Regions from separate parts of the Mus musculus genome. Here regions 2, 3 and 4 are each linked to region 1. The links are chromatin contacts, called in public HiChIP or PLAC-seq and promoter capture Hi-C maps. All regions are on one chromosome and are shown on one strand. The core of a region is the stretch at or near the end of the contact, and the rest is flanking DNA. Distances in the headings are between cores, read along the strand shown. Region 1 holds the start of Coro7 (coronin 7). Region 2 overlaps Ppl (periplakin). Region 3 overlaps Adcy9 (adenylate cyclase 9). Region 4 holds the start of Adcy9 (adenylate cyclase 9).

Region 1 (3,707 bases), core at 388-2,887:
CCAAGACCTCCTTAGGAACTGACATCCTACTTGGCAGAAAAAGACATCCTGGTTAGCAAGTAAAGACATGAATGTTAGACAAAGCCCATCCTGGTTGACAAGTTAGGACATGAATATTATTAGACAAGGCAAGTCCCCTGCCTGCCACAGTTGACTACCCCAACCAATGGGAGCAGGATAAGTGTACAACAAAGACATGTTCCTAAGGAAATCTTCCTGTCTTTAAATCCCGATTGATGAAATAACTTGGCACAAATGTTTGTAGATCTTGGGCTTAAAAGCCCTGTAGGATCTTAGTTCAGGGTAGTGGCTCAGTTCTGAAATCCTGACCATGGCCCTGGTCGACCAATCCTGGAGCATATGATCAATAAACCATCCTGGTCTGACCGAGATCAATGTCTGTGTGATTTGTGAGGCAATTCCTGGACCCCAACATTGTGTGCACACAGATGAGTAGGCAGGGATAGACAGGTGAACAAAAGTAAATGTCCCAGCAGTCAAGAGTACTTGTTTCTCCTTATTTTCGAAGAAGACCCAAGTCTGATTCCCAGCACCCATGTGGCAGTTTAAGACACTTCACAAGGCCAGGGGATCCAACAAGTCTAACCAAGAGCAAGCATAATTACCCACTGAGCCATTTTCCCAACCCTGCCTTCTTTCTCCCTTTTCTTTTCTTTTCTTTCTTTTTTCTTTTTCTTTTTTTTCTTTTTGGGCAGGTTCTCACTATATAGTCCCGAACTATGTAAACCAAGCTGACCTTGAACTTCTGATCTTCCTCCTGAATGCTGGGACTATAGGACTATGTCACTGTGCTGGGGATGGCACCCAGGGCTTCATACATGCCTGGCAAACACTCTACCAACTGAGCTACAATCCACAGCTAAAATCATTTTTAAGGGAAAATTGATGCTCACAGATATTGAGAATAAAGCTATATATCACTTGGTCATTATCATCATACACTCTAGTATGAAAAAAATTGCATTATAAAATGTGTATTTTTGGCTGGGCAGTGATGGTGCACATCTTTAGTCCCAGGACTTGGGAGGAAGAGGCAGGGGGATTTCTGAGTTTGAGGCCAGCCTGGTCTACAGAGTGAATTCTAGGACAGCCAGGACTACACAGAGAAACCCTGTCTCAAAATAAATAAATAAATAAATAAACAAAAATAAAATAAAATAAAAATAAAACTCAAAACAAAGGGGTAGAAAGGGAGGGAAGGGGAGACAAGAGGTGGGAGGGAGGGAGGGAGAGAGAGAGAGATTGAGAGAGAGAAAGATTGAGTCTCAGTGGTTCTTATCTTTTATGGGTCGCGGGGATTATTCCCAGTTTTAGTCTAGTTAATTCTGTCCTGCTATTTCTCAGGTCATTGTAAAACCTCAGGGACCAGTATTGCAAGTCTAATCCTGCAGCAATTGAAGTGTGGTTCCTTCGGTAGGACAGCTGCGGCTCACATGACCTCCGACCAGTGCAGTAGTCCCCCAGGCATCAGGGCGTGACTTCTCAGGTCGTCCTGGCCTCTGAAGAAGGCGGGGCTGAAGGCCGTCGCGCTGAAGAAGGGTGACGTGGGGGCGTGCCTAGGCAGGCCGCAGGAGCTTCCGATTGGTTGTCATCAATAAGGGCGTGGCACCAGGCTGCAGGCTGCTGAGGCGGCAGGCTGCAAGAGTCCAGGGCGGCTTCTCTTCATTCACCTAGTACCTGACGACCCTCGTTCTCCAGCCTGAGCTTGCTCTGTCCCAGCTGCCATGAGTCGCTTCAAGGTGTCCAAGTTTCGGCATATGGAGGCCCGGCCGTCCCGCCGAGAGGTGAGCCCGGCCAGTGGACCCCACTCCCTGGCTTCTGGTCCCGGAGGACTGCCATTCCCAGTGCCTGCCTGTGCAGTGCACACTCTGGGTTGTGAAGACCCTCACCCCACCTCGCCCCATCTGTCCACCCGGAACTTCTCCCTTTAGATGAACCCTAGAGTTCAGGCCGCCCCTTCACTGCTCAGAGGACAGAGTCCGGAGGTCTGATGACGCGCCCTAGTAGTTGGGTGATCCCGGAGGTCGGCCTGGCCGGTTCGCCTCCCCCTGTTACCCCAGGAGGCCTCGCAGCACTCCCAGACGCGAACAGGCCTCTGTTTCCGGTCGGCCTTGCTGGGAACCTGGCTGGGAAACTGTCGACGCCGGTCTCCCCCTTCCAGCAGTCTAGGATCACCCCTGCTCCGGGCCGGCCGGGCTGTGGGAGAGATGCATCTCTTTCTTGTGGTCTCAGTGAGAGGGAAGGTATCATCTGGAGAGGGAGCCCCTGGGGCCAGGCAGGCTTCCTCCCTCGAGTTTCTGCCACTCTTCCTTGTCTACTGGTGCAAGCTCTTCCTTTACTGGGGTGATGATACTAGCGGTTGTTGGGGCCTGGAGAAGCCTAGAGCAGGTGGATCCCAGATGGAGTGTCAAGAAGGACACTCCACTCGGTGAGGCACTGGCCTTTCTCCCCCTGTGTTATTTGGACCTCTAGTGTCCCAAAGCAAGTTAGGACAACCGTGCTCCATTTTCATTCTCTGGACAGTTAGCCTTTCTGTACCTATTGTGTGCTGCTCAGCTCTCTAAAACAGTGAACATTGTGACATTTCCCCTTCTCTGTGGAACTTAACAGCCTCTGGTCAGCAAGCACAATATAAATCCACTGAAGAATCAGAACACCCGGGGGTATGTGGTGGGCTGTGATGTAAAGAAGTGAAGTAGAGTTGAACGTAATAGTATTGTGGAGGACAGTGCCCAGGTGGGTGGATTTCAACAGAGGCCAGAAGGGTGAGAAGAAAAAAAGCCAGTAAAGAAAAAGAAAGTGGCCGGGCGGTGGTGGTGCAGGCCTTTAATCCTAGCACTTGGCAGGCAGATTTCTGAGTTCGAGGCCAGCCTGGTCTACAGAGTGAGTTCCAGGGCAGCCAGGGCTACACAGAGAATCCCTGACTCGAAAAACCAAAAAAAGAAAAAAGAAAAAAAGAAAGTGAACCCAGGGTGGACAGAGGCCATTAGCCAGGCAAAGCTGGTGACAGATGAGTTACAGGGCAGCCCTTCAGAGGAAGAAGTTGAGTTTTGTTATGAGTATAGTATGGCGCCATTGAAAGCTTGAGAGGAAGTACACAGTGCTTAGATTTGGATGCAGACTATTACTAAGAGTGCAGTAATGATTAGTGGACGGATCTGGAGAGACCTTCAGGGCTCTGTGGCTTCTCTCTGTATGGACCTCCTTCTAGTAAGTTAATCAGACAGGCCCACAGAACCGGGGGCCTCAGGAGTGCTTGTTACTGAGGCAAGAAGGATTGCAGATCTGTGCTTTGACACCAACAGAGGGAATGGGGTCCTTGATCTCAGTTGCAGGGCGAGCGCTCTTCTTTCCCATATGCGGGGTGTCACCATTACTGCCTTCACTCATCCAGGGCGGAGCATGCTCTGAGGAAGCCAGATCTTTATCTTCTCCCTACTGAGTGTGATGTTCACAAGGGGCCGTGGGCCCTGGCTTCAGCAGAGTAGCCACAGGAGCACACCCATCTTCTGTTAGATGGTCACTTCCTTGCCACTTTCATACTCTTGTTTTTTTTTTTTTTTTTTTTTCTTTTTGAGGCAGGGTTTCTCTGTGTAGCCCTGGCTGTCCTGGAACTCACTCTGTAGACTAGGCTGGCCTCAAACTCAGAAATCCACCTGCCTCTGCCTCCCGAGTGCTGGGATTAA
Region 2 (3,707 bases), core at 626-3,125, 450 kb before region 1:
CGAGGCTGCTGGACACCCTGCACCTGAGTGTGCAGAGACAGATGGATGCTGGTGCTCAGCTAGCTTTCTCCTTATTCTTCAGTCAAGGACCCCACCCCATAAATACAGCGCTGATTAGATTCAGGGTGGATCTTCCCTCCTCAACTAACTCAGTCTAGAAACTCCTTGCTAGGGATGCCCAAAAGTTTGTCTCCAAAATGATGCTAGGTCTTATCAAGTTTACAATCAAGAGTAACCATCCCAAATGGCCCTGGCCCAGTGAGAGGAGCCTGTGTGGAAGGAGAGGACTAGCAAGAAGAACGTCTTGGGGCACCCTAACCACCTTAGTCTCTAAGAGTAGTGTTTGATAACCACTAGTCATGAGTTCAAGTGCAGTGTGCCTCTCCTGAGCTGTGTGCCCTTGTGGAGATCACCTCGGATCTAGGAACCTGGTTTATCATCTGAGTAACAGGAGCAGGGTTACAGCCCCCTCTCGGACCAACTGCTGGTGGATCAGCAAAGTGATGGCGTTACAGGCCCAGCTCTGGCTCAGCTTCAGAGTGGGTAGCCATCACACACTGCTAAGACGGGAATGGTCCTAAGTCTAGAAGCCTGCCGGACAGCAGACTCAAGTAGGCTGTGCACGCACCCACTGATGCATAGCAGCCAGAAGGAGAATGACTTAAAGGAGGGCCTGTCAGCAAAACATAAGGACCTGGGTGTCTTGGGCACAGTAAACAGCCTGCCACATCCCTGTGCCTGCCAAAGAAGGGCTACATGGCTGGAATATGGTAAGGTGTCAGTCTGACCCACCACATGGGCTGGTCCCATTTCCCAGAGGTGAACACTGAGGCTGAATGTAAATGAACACCCTGGGCTCACAAGAGGCTTCTACTGGGGCACAGGGGTTCTAGAAGAGGAATCCCTCCCCCATGCCTGAGAATGATGGCAGTCTAGTCCAGAGACTCTCCAGTCATGTGACTGAATGTTGACCCCAGGGCTTCAGACTCTGTCACTACCCCTGTCCCATTTTTAACGTAATTACTTAAGTAATCTATTTGTAGGGTTGTGGGGGAGTGTATTTTGGCAGAGTCTCAACTTACTATATAGCCTAAGGTATCTTTGAACTCACCTTATATCCCAGGCTGGCTTCAACTCATTCTGTAACCCAGACTGACCCTCAATTAACTACATTAGCTTTGAACTCCTGAGTTCTCCTGCCTGAGCCTCCCATGTGTTGAGATTACCTTTAGGAGCCACTACATCCTAGTCTGACCAGCTCTCTGCAAAACATTTTGGCCGATGAAGAGATCTAGGACAGAGTCGGGCTCAGCCTATGGGAAGCACTGCTAAAGACCCAGACACTGTCGAGGACCAGCAGAGGCAGACAGACAGACAGACAGACAAGAGAGAGACAGACAGAGAGAGAGGAAGACAGAGAGACAGAGAGAGAGAGAGAGAAGCATGGCTCAGCTAGTACCCTAGCAATGTTAGTTACTACCCAAAGCTGAGGGGTACATATAAGCTGAGGCACTGCCAGGGTACAACAACCCCCTGTAGGCAGTATGGGACCTCCCTGGCTCATCTGTGCCCTCCTGCCTGCCTCAGCCTGTCTGGGCAGCCAGAAGAGGGAACTGGCCTCGGGGCTTTGTTCTTTCTGCTGTTTTAGTCACAGCCTTCCAAGTCTGAGAGGCCTTCTGTTGCCCTGCCCTCTCTTAAATGGGTCCCCATTGCTGCCTCCAGAACTCACTCACAGCCCAAAAGGGACTCTTGGGGCCTGGATGCCTGCAGCTGGCCCTTGGCCATTCCTGTTTGAACCCAATAGATAGTACATCTCCCTGCTGCAGGCATGGCCACGGCCGCATGTGATAATGATTTTCCAACGGTTTGACTTTTCTGGGACACTGGCAAACACCACCCTGCACAGGGTGAGTGCCTATCCCGTCTCCATGCTGCTCCCAGCCAGCCATGAGGCTTTTGGCCAACTGTGCCTCCTGCCTGAAGTGCCCTTTCCCTTCTCCCTGATTTACTTGGGTTCCCAGGAGGAGCCCTCACAAGCCTCTACACTGGGACACAACCATCTGCACACTGTCTCAAATAAGTCAATCTTATCTTGGTGTCCTTTGGATTTGTGTGGTAGCCCACTGGATCATGAATATAAGAATAGGAGCAGCCATCAGATCAGAGGCCAGGGATACTGGAAATCCTGAGCAGTGTGTCCCACCCTCATCTAGTCTCTGATCTTCACTAGGGAAGGGGCAGAATAAAGGACAGGGTAACAATGAAGGGCACTAGGTACTGAAATATAAGAAGGAGGGAGAGATGGGAGCATGTAAGCAGAGCCTAAGGGCTGTCAGATGATGGACTGATAAAGATCAATTCAGACCAGATTTTAAGAGACACCTTGTATCCTCACAGGGATACAATTTGCTGAGCTTGCAAAGCAAGTGGATGAAAGGTGAGAGAGAATGTTAATAGGTTTAGAAATGCACAAACAGCAGCCAGGTGTGGTGATGCAGGCCTGCATTCCCAGCACTGGGGAGGCTAAGGCAGGAAGATTGTGAGCTCAGGGCTAATCTAAGCCACAAAATGAGACCTCATCTCAAAACAAAGGCAGCTATCAACAGCAATGAAGATGAAAAAGACAAAAAGCAATTTTATTGCTAACATTTGAATGTAGACAAGCAGATGTATCAAAAATATAAATGGTGGGCTAGAGAAATGGCTCAGCAGTTAAGAACACTGTTGCTATTACAGAAGACCTGGGTTCAGTTCTTAGTACCCATGGCGGTTCACAACCTTATGCAACTCCAGTTCCAGGGGGTCCAATACCCTTTTCTGACCTCCGTAAGCACCAGGCACACTTGTAATGTATAGAGGTACATGCAGACAAAACAGCCACACACAGAGAAATAATAAAATGATATACTCTTGAGAGGGGGACTGGGAAATGATTGATATAAATGACCGTTGATTTCTTTTTAAGGAGAATCTGTGAATATGACCATGAAAGGACAGCCATTCAGTCCTGGTGGTGACCACTTCTTTTTGGTACTATTCTGCTGGCTCAACTGGGTCGTGATGACTTAACTCTAACTCAGAATGACATCCTAATGGCCAGAGGCACCATAGTCAGCTTGAGCCTTGTAAATAGCATAGGAGCCTTCAAGACTAGATTCGTGGCATGACCTTTATGTGTCTGTAATGAGAACTGGAGGCCTGGAAGCCAGGAGTGGTGGCCTTCCCTGGGCAGAAACAGTTCTGGCCTTAAAAACAGAGCAGGAATTATTGCCCCAGCAACCCACACAGTGTAGGGTTGACTTCCCCAGGATTAATAACTGGGTGTGGGGGAACTGACTGTCTAATTACCACAGAAGTTTCTAGTAGGGAAAGTATCGGTCAATTGGCTAATCAATCTGGTATTTATTGAACACCACCTATATGTGGTTTTCTCTTATGATTTCCTTCTGGTGGAGACTTGGAATTTTTTCTCATTCCTGGTGCTCCGCTTTAACAGTTGCTGGGTTTCAGTTCCTTGTTCTTAGCCCTGGCTATATCTGAGAAGACCCTGAGGAGTTCTGCCAGGATATAGCTTATCTCAGACTAAATAAATCAGAACCTTTAGAGGCAATTGCCTCTGAGCCCAGGCTGTGCAGTGAGAAGTAATCACAGTAGTGATATTGATGTCATGCTCTGTCCTGTTGTTAGGGGTGTGTAGATTATACTTC
Region 3 (3,707 bases), core at 614-3,113, 380 kb after region 1:
GAAAGTTGGGAAACCTGAGCATTCAGGTGAGAGTGAATTCCCCTAACGCCCCACTGGCTGTCCTGAGCTTCTCTGCCCAAGCCCTGGCTACTCCCTAGAATGTTTCTTAGATCCCTAAAAGGAGCAGTGATGCACATGTGCCTCTGCAGAGGAGGTCATTGTGGCAGCCTCACGTAAGATCTTAGGTCTTTTTAGGGGACCTCAAGTTAGGACCAGGCCCATGGTTATCCTCAGAATTCCATGGGTGAGTAGGAGGCCTCTACTCTAGCCCTGTGTCCACCTTGCTCAGGTGAGTTCAGGCTTGACATTGGGGCTGACCAACCCTCTCATTCTCCCAAGGTCAAAGCCTGACTTTGCCCACTTTCTCCAGATCCTGGGATCCATTGAAGGCTGAGGAACTAGACCAGTTTGGCCTGAAAGGAAGTTTCCCTAAACTGAAGGGAGGTCGCATGCCTCTCCCTCCCACGGACCTCCAGCCTCCTTCGTCCCTGAATCCTGAAGCCCCATCAACTGTGTGCCATGTCCTTCTTTCACCACAGCCCCAGGATTGACATTCTGTATCTTCCTCCTGAGACAGGCCTGGGGCACACATGGGAGTCAGCTCATCTGGCTGCAGCCCACTGTGGCTTCTCACCCCATGTTCTTTGGGATAGCCACTTTGGGCCTTCATCTACACATAGGAGCCTTGTCTCCTATTCCTCTGTTGGCTGTAGAGACCTCTGACTGGGGTGGCACCTCTCTGTAGGGCCTACAGGGGTATGGAACTGGTCACGTTCTGGACACATCATGTGATAGCAGTTTCCTTCTCCCAAATTCCCTGGCAATATGCATGTGCCTCTTTAGTAACTACCACACCATGCCCATTTCTTGTGTCTGTCAGTCCACGATCAGGTGCCCGTCCTTTCAAGCTTTGTTTCATGCCCACCCTGCACCCAACCAGCCCAGAGATACACAGGCTTGCTCCCTTAAAAAAAATTACATAGTTTATTTGCTTTTTATTTCACGTTTGCTTTGCCTTCATGTATGTATGTGCACCACACGTGTGCCTGGTGCCTGTAAAGGACAGAAGAGGATATTGGATCCCTGGGGACTGAAGTTATGGATCGTTTTGAACCACCATGCATGTGCTGGAAGTCACACCAGGTCCTCTGGAAGAACAACAGGCACTCTTAACCCCTGAGCCTTCTCTCCAGCCTGGAAGGCTCTCCTAATAAATGTCATATACTCTCATTTCACACACAGAGGCCTTCCTCAGCTGCTGCTGCTGCTTACATATCTACCTGTCTTCTGGTGAAGTTTTCACATCCCTCCGTTCCCTGGAAGCCCCATCACCTCCTGCCTTTCCAGATGTGCCTTTCCAGATGTGTTCTCCTGGGCTCTCAGGAGTGACTGTGTAAATGTGTGTGAGAGTCTTACAACCTCTTGCTATGTGACCCTCGGCAAGTTTCGTAACGGAGATGACCCGTGTGAACCATATGCCTCTGCCTGGTCTGGACACTGTACTCCCTGGCCATCTGCCTGGTCTGGACTTGTCCCTCCACACTGTACTCCCTGGCCATCTGAGGACAGGTCAGCTCATCCCATCCTCTCCTGTTCTAAACAGGTCATAAAGAATTCTCCTGTGAAGACGTTCGCCAGTGCCACCTTCAGCTCCCTTCTGGATGTGTTTCTGTCAACCACCGTGTTCTTGATTCTCTCCATCACCTGCTTCCTAAAGTATGGAGCCACCGCCACCCCTCCCCCACCGGCTGCCCTGGCCGTCTTTGGTGCAGACCTGCTGCTGGAGGTGCTTTCCCTCATAGTGTCCATCAGGTATGCTCCAGTTGGAGAAGTGGCTCCAATGCTTAGCCTCTAGCTCCCTCTTCTGGCTTCATGGTTAAAGGCAAACTGATTAACCAGGTGTTCAATGAGAATAGAACTTCATTCCCTCCCTCTCACCCCATTTCAGGGCACTGACCTTCACCCCACACTGGTGGCACACTAGAGGGTCAGCCGCCCTTCAGCCCAGCTGATGCCAGATCTAAATTAGAGATTAAAAGGAGAAGTGAGGGCTGGAGAGATGGCTCAGCGGTTAAAAGCACTGACTGCTCTTCCAAAGGTCCTGAGTTCAAATCCTAGCAACCACCTGGTGACTCACAACCATCCGTAATGGGATCTGATGCCCTCTTCTGATGTGCATGAAGACAGCTACAGTGTACTTAGATATAATAATAAATAAATCTTTTTTAAAAAAGGAGAAGTGAGAAGTTCAGAAAGAAGAAAGGGGGGAGGAAATGCAAAGGGAGCATATAACAGATGGGAGCAGAGAGCGAGCCTCTGCTAACCTAAGGGTCAGGCTAGCCCAACCAAGGAAGTTGTCAGTTTCCGAGCTTGGAAGGCAGTACTTAGAGATGACAGCAGTGTGTAAGCAACAGGAAGAACAGGGAAGCTGGACCTTGTAGATGTGTACACACGCCGTGGTACATAGACTACTGTCAAAGCAGGCACAGTGGCACAATCCCAGCACGTGGGAGATGGAGGCAGGAGGATCAAGAGTTCAAAGCCACTTTAGTTGTTTAGCAAGTTCAAGGCTACCTGGACTACACAGACCAAAACAAACAAAGATAGCCTAACATGGAAAGAGAAAACCTAAAACAGCGGGGAGGAATATGGATCACATCTGGAACAAGGATCTAATATCCGTAGTGTATCAGGTTGATACTGCTCAGTCATATAAAGACAAGCCAGCCCCCTTCCTTTATTTTTTTAATTGAAAATATTTTTTCATACACTATAGTCTGATCATGGTTCCCACTCCCTCAGCTCCAAGCCTTCTTCCCCTCTCTTTAGAAAACAAACAGACCAAAAAAGGAGGGCTCAAAAAAGAAAGGAAAAGCACTAGAAATATATAAGCATTGAGTTCATTTTGTGCTGGCCATGCACTGCTGGGCATGGGGCTACCCGTAGGTGTGGTTTATGGACCTAGTGAGACTCCATCGGAGAAAACAATGTTCCCTTTGCAAACCGCTGTCAACTGCAGAGAGCTTCTTGATTAGATGGGAGCTCTTGTCCACTTCCCCTCTCAGATTTGGGACCCCATCTGACTTGGACATGCGCAGGCCCTGCCATCATCATCTCTGTGAGTTCATGTGTGCGTCGGTCCTGTTGGCTCTGGAATCGTCCATTCCCTCTGAATCTTACAGTCTTCCCACCCTGTCTTCTACACAGCTCCCTGACCCTGATGAAGGCTTTCATAAAGACATCCCATTTAGGACTGAGTGCTTTGAGGTCTCTGACTCTCCTCACATTGTTCAGTTGTAGGTTTCTGTGTTCCCATCTATGTCAAGGAGCTTCTCTGACAGTGGCTGAGCAGGACAGTGACCTATGGGAATAGCAGGATAAATATTTAAATAGACAGAAGACCAGCCCAAGATTCTGGGAAGACCATAGCTTTCTCCATGTCCTTTAGGTGTGGGTGGATGCCCAGAGCACTTCATTTGCTTGCACACCTATCCTAATACGTGCCTGTCTCCTGGCTGCTGTGACCATGAGTCCTTGCACCATGCCAGCCAGTTCAGTCCACTGATAATTGCCCCCAGGAGCTAAGACAGAAGTGGCAAGATGTGCCTTATCTGTGGGTTCCTGCTACTTCCACTCAACACCCCAATGCAGAAAAACAAACAAACACAGCAGCAGCAACAACAACAACAGAACAGCTTAGATCTGGC
Region 4 (3,707 bases), core at 358-2,857, 260 kb after region 1:
TCTATCTTTAGCTTTATTCTGAAAAAAAGTTAGAGTTAGAAAAATGTTGTAAAAATACTAGGGAGTTCCCCTGCGACCTACACCCAGCTTCTCCTACTGTTAATGTCTTGGGTAACTGTGGGATTTAATGGGGATGCCATTAAATACACTGCATGTTTCACCAGCTGCCTTCCCACTGTTTTTTGTTTGTTTGTTTTTGTTTTTTTTCCTGTTCTACTTTGCCCTTTAATGACAATTTGCCCCTTACTTGTGACAATACCTTAGGCTCTGTGTTTGGTGACTCTGGCACTGTGAAGAGCACTTGGCAGTTTGGTTGTGGAGTATTTTTCAGATTAAGTTCCTTCCTCAGATGTTTTCTCATAATTAGATGGACATCTTGCACTTTGAGCTGGAATATATCAACAATGACACGTTTACTTTAAAAAGTTCCTGTTTATTGTGGTGCAATACATACTGCATAAAACTTACCATTTATGCAGTTGTACTTATCATTAAAGCAATCCAAAGACACTAGTACGTTCATGAAGTATACCTACTACAGAATCCACGGCGTTGTGTTCTCACTAGTTCCAGATGTTTTCATCACCCCAAAAGGAACCCCCAGGCTTGATAGTGTAGTCAATACCTAGTACTTCATACAACCGCAGGCATCCATCACCTGTATTTTCTCTATAGATTTGCTTGTTCTGGGCATTTCACATTAATACAATCATACAATATGTGGCCTCTTGTGTTTGGTTTCTTTTACCCAGTGTGTTTCAGAGGTTGTAGCAAGTGTACTTCATTTTTATAGTCGAATAATATTCGGTTGTATAGATAGTCTATATTTTACCTTCCTATTCCTGAATTCCACAGTGACTGTGGATGCCTGGGATGGGCCCCGAGAGCTGTGGGAAGGAAGGGTCAGTTAGTCCCCTGTGGTTGCAGAAAAACACTGTACGGTGTGGCAGCCAGGGTGCGACCAGAGAATATAGAATTGTGTTTATTCAGGCCAGAGTTTACACAGACCAATGTAGAACTTATTAATGGGAAGCTGATTTCTTTGAACGTTTTCCTTGTGGAGAGGGAAAAACAGTTGTTCATGTGAAGAATGAAAGATCTTCAAAGTCGGGAAGATAACTTCCCCAGGGGGTTGGCAAAGGTGGTCCTCAGTGGTGCTCGACTTTAGAAGCTATCAGAAGTGGCTTGGCTGGTGATGATCATTTCCATCCCCCAGCAAGTTCAGAGGGGCCTAGCACCACTGGGAACACTCCTACATTGCTGGCAGAATGGGAGGGAGGTCACAATCGAGCAAAGCCAGGGACTGAAAACTTCGATGTATCCAAAAGGTAAACTGCGCTTAGATGCTTCCTGTGCGGACTTGGGGGCCAGGCTGCGGGGCAAGTAGTCAAAGGCAGCCAAGGCCTCGGAAGAAGGCGGAGGCCTGGTGCCCACAGCAGGCGGCCCAGGCTCGGAGCAGCCCAGGGCGGAGGGCGGCGCCCAGAGCGCGTCCGCCCGGCCCCGCCCCGCTGCAGCCCCGAGCCGGGCGCGCGCTCCTAGGCGGGGTGGCGCGCTGCTGGTGCGCGTGTCCCGGACCCGGCGGTGACGTGCGCGGGCCGCGCGTGCGCGCTGCGGCAGAGGAGAGGGGCGGCGCGGGCGCGCGTCTGTCAGTGACAGCGGGAGGGGGAGGAGGAGGGGGCCGGAGATGGTGGTGGCGGCGGCTGCGGCTGCTACTCTTCCGACCTGAGGCAGCGGCTGCGGGAGAGCGGGCGGCGGGCGCAGCCGCAGCGGCATCTGTAGCTCAGGCAGGGCCCCTGGGGCGTGGGCGCGGCGTGCGGACGACCGGCGTGCTGGCCAGCCGGCGTCGCGGGAGTCAGGCTCTGCGGCAGCCCGCACGGCGGTCTGTGGAGGGGCCCGCGCAGTGCCCCGAGCTCGGCTCTGGGCCGGGGTGCGTTCGGCTGCGGGCAGCAGGCCCTGCTAGACCGGCCGCTCGGACGGGCGGCCCTCGGGCTCCTCAAGCTCGCGAGCAGGGGCGCGGGGCAGGGTAGCCCGCTGGTGCTTAGCCGCAAGGGGACGGAACGCGGCAGGAGCCGCAGGTTGGCCCGCGCGCTTTGACGCACCGGGCGCTGCTGCGGCAGGATGAAGCGCTGCTCGCCTCCCGAGTTGTTTTTGCGAAAGCTGCTCCCGGTGCCCCGAGCGCTCAAGGTCTGAACTTCCCTCTGGAGCTGCAGTTGGAGTTGCACGGGGAGAGGCCACCAGCGGGCGACGGCGCCCGAGGGGAGCGCAGCGCAGCGCTGCCGGGGACCCAAGACTCAGCGCGGCCGCGGCACGAGAACCCTGGGAGCACCAGGTACGGCCCGTGCGGTTCTCGCTCGCCTTGGCGCTTTTATGCGCCGTTATGGGCAGTTTTGGTGAACATATGGTGGTGCCTTCCCAAGTGGCTCGCCAGAGCTCGCACTCGCGACAAGCACAGGTCGCGTGGCCCTCCGGGAGTGTGTGTAGTCAGGCCGCTCTAATTCTGCTGGTTTTGCCTGCAGGTGCCCCTGACCTGGTCGGGAAAGGTTCCAAGAGCTCGGCAACATGGCTTCCTCACCCCACCAGCAGCTGCTGCATCACCATAGCACCGAGGTGAGCTGCGACTCAAGCGGAGACAGCAACAGCGTGAGGGTCAAGATCAACCCTAAGCAGCTGTCCTCCAACACCCACCCGAAGCACTGCAAGTACAGCATCTCCTCCAGCTGTAGCAGCTCGGGAGACTCAGGGGGCCTTCCCCGGAGGGTTGGCGGCGGGGGTCGCCTGCGCAGACAGAAGAAGCTGCCCCAGCTTTTTGAGAGGGCCTCCAGCCGGTGGTGGGACCCCAAATTCGACTCCATGAACCTGGAGGAGGCCTGCCTGGAGCGCTGCTTTCCGCAGACCCAGCGCCGCTTCCGGTACGCACTCTTTTATGTGGGCTTCGCCTGCCTTCTCTGGAGCATCTATTTCGCTGTCCACATGAAATCCAAAGTGATTGTCATGGTGGTCCCAGCTCTGTGCTTCCTGGTGGTGTGTGTGGGCTTTTTCCTGTTTACTTTCACCAAGCTGTACGCCCGGCATTATGCGTGGACCTCGCTGGCTCTCACCCTGCTGGTGTTCGCCCTGACCCTGGCTGCGCAGTTTCAGGTTTGGACACCTCTGTCAGGACGTGTTGACAGCTCCAATCATACTCTCACGGCCACTCCGGCGGACACTTGCTTATCTCAAGTAGGAAGCTTCTCCATATGCATCGAAGTGCTCCTTTTGCTCTACACAGTCATGCAGTTACCTCTGTACCTGAGCTTGTTTTTGGGGGTGGTCTATTCTGTCCTTTTTGAGACCTTCGGCTACCACTTCCGAAACGAAGACTGCTACCCTTCTCCGGGCCCTGGGGCCCTGCACTGGGAGCTGCTGAGCAGAGCCCTGCTTCACGTGTGCATTCACGCTATCGGGATCCATCTGTTTGTCATGTCTCAGGTGAGGTCCAGGAGCACCTTTCTCAAGGTGGGACAATCCATTATGCACGGCAAAGATCTGGAAGTAGAGAAAGCCCTGAAAGAGAGGATGATTCATTCAGTGATGCCAAGAATCATAGCCGACGACTTAATGAAACAAGGGGACGAGGAGAGTGAGAATTCCGTCAAGAGGCATGCCACCTCCAGTCCCAAGAACAGGAAGAAGAAGTCCTCCATACAGAAGGCACCGATAGCATTCCG

The links. Promoter capture Hi-C pulls out the DNA fragments that hold promoters and counts their contacts. HiChIP or PLAC-seq counts read pairs in DNA pulled down with a chosen protein or histone mark.
Region 2: a promoter capture Hi-C map of liver shows a contact between it and region 1, with 2.6 times the contacts expected there. The contact joins the enhancer-like site here to the promoter of Coro7 in region 1. A contact is called at or near these places in 6 of 39 promoter capture datasets (embryonic stem cells, hippocampal neurons, liver and 1 more), 2 of 484 Hi-C or Micro-C datasets (embryonic limb bud and epidermal suprabasal cells), 5 of 115 datasets of contacts at active chromatin or transcription factors (embryonic stem cells, large pre-B cells, pancreatic cancer cells and 2 more) and 2 of 9 other capture datasets (adipose tissue and embryonic stem cells).
Region 3: a contact with region 1 is called in a promoter capture Hi-C map of liver, with 2.0 times the contacts expected there. The contact joins the enhancer-like site here to the promoter of Coro7 in region 1. A contact is called at or near these places in 17 of 39 promoter capture datasets (the 3T3-L1 cell line, 3T3-L1-derived adipocytes, the C10 cell line and 10 more), 5 of 15 datasets of contacts at CTCF or cohesin (CD8 T cells, the NIH/3T3 cell line, embryonic stem cells and 2 more), 61 of 484 Hi-C or Micro-C datasets (the C10 cell line, the CH12 cell line, the G1E-ER4 cell line and 28 more), 5 of 115 datasets of contacts at active chromatin or transcription factors (the SCID.adh cell line, astrocytes, bone marrow-derived macrophages and 2 more) and 1 of 9 other capture datasets (embryonic stem cells).
Region 4: a contact with region 1 is called in an H3K27ac HiChIP or PLAC-seq map of microglia, with 5 times the contacts expected there. The contact joins the promoter of Adcy9 here to the promoter of Coro7 in region 1. A contact is called at or near these places in 3 of 39 promoter capture datasets (3T3-L1-derived adipocytes, the C10 cell line and liver), 4 of 484 Hi-C or Micro-C datasets (LSK cells, embryonic stem cells, muscle stem cells and 1 more), 2 of 115 datasets of contacts at active chromatin or transcription factors (microglia and pancreatic cancer cells) and 1 of 9 other capture datasets (adipose tissue).

What each region holds. Positions count from the first base shown.
Region 1 is chr16:4,677,650-4,681,356 of GRCm38.p6, reverse strand. Coro7 (coronin 7) reads left to right here and starts at 1,637. Exons shown (of 28, transcript NM_030205.4): 1 at 1,637-1,805. The coding sequence starts at 1,746.
Region 2 is chr16:5,124,964-5,128,670 of GRCm38.p6, reverse strand. All of the region lies in intron 1 of Ppl (periplakin), which reads left to right. Among named protein-coding and RNA genes, the nearest start is that of Ppl, 5.7 kb to the left of the region's middle. Within about 2 kb of position 1,875, at least 5 of the 459 cell types and tissues checked have an H3K27ac peak or open chromatin away from gene starts, as enhancers often do. A contact at or near this core is called in liver, where this site is marked.
Region 3 is chr16:4,302,482-4,306,188 of GRCm38.p6, reverse strand. It overlaps Adcy9 (adenylate cyclase 9), which reads left to right. Exons shown (of 11, transcript NM_009624.3): 7 at 1,604-1,812. Among named protein-coding and RNA genes, the nearest start is that of Gm36359, 20 kb to the right of the region's middle. Within about 2 kb of position 1,863, at least 5 of the 459 cell types and tissues checked have an H3K27ac peak or open chromatin away from gene starts, as enhancers often do. A contact at or near this core is called in bone marrow-derived macrophages and liver, where this site is marked.
Region 4 is chr16:4,418,398-4,422,104 of GRCm38.p6, reverse strand. It overlaps Adcy9 (adenylate cyclase 9), which reads left to right and starts at 1,607. Exons shown (of 11, transcript NM_009624.3): 1 at 1,607-2,329; 2 at 2,517-3,707. The coding sequence starts at 2,560.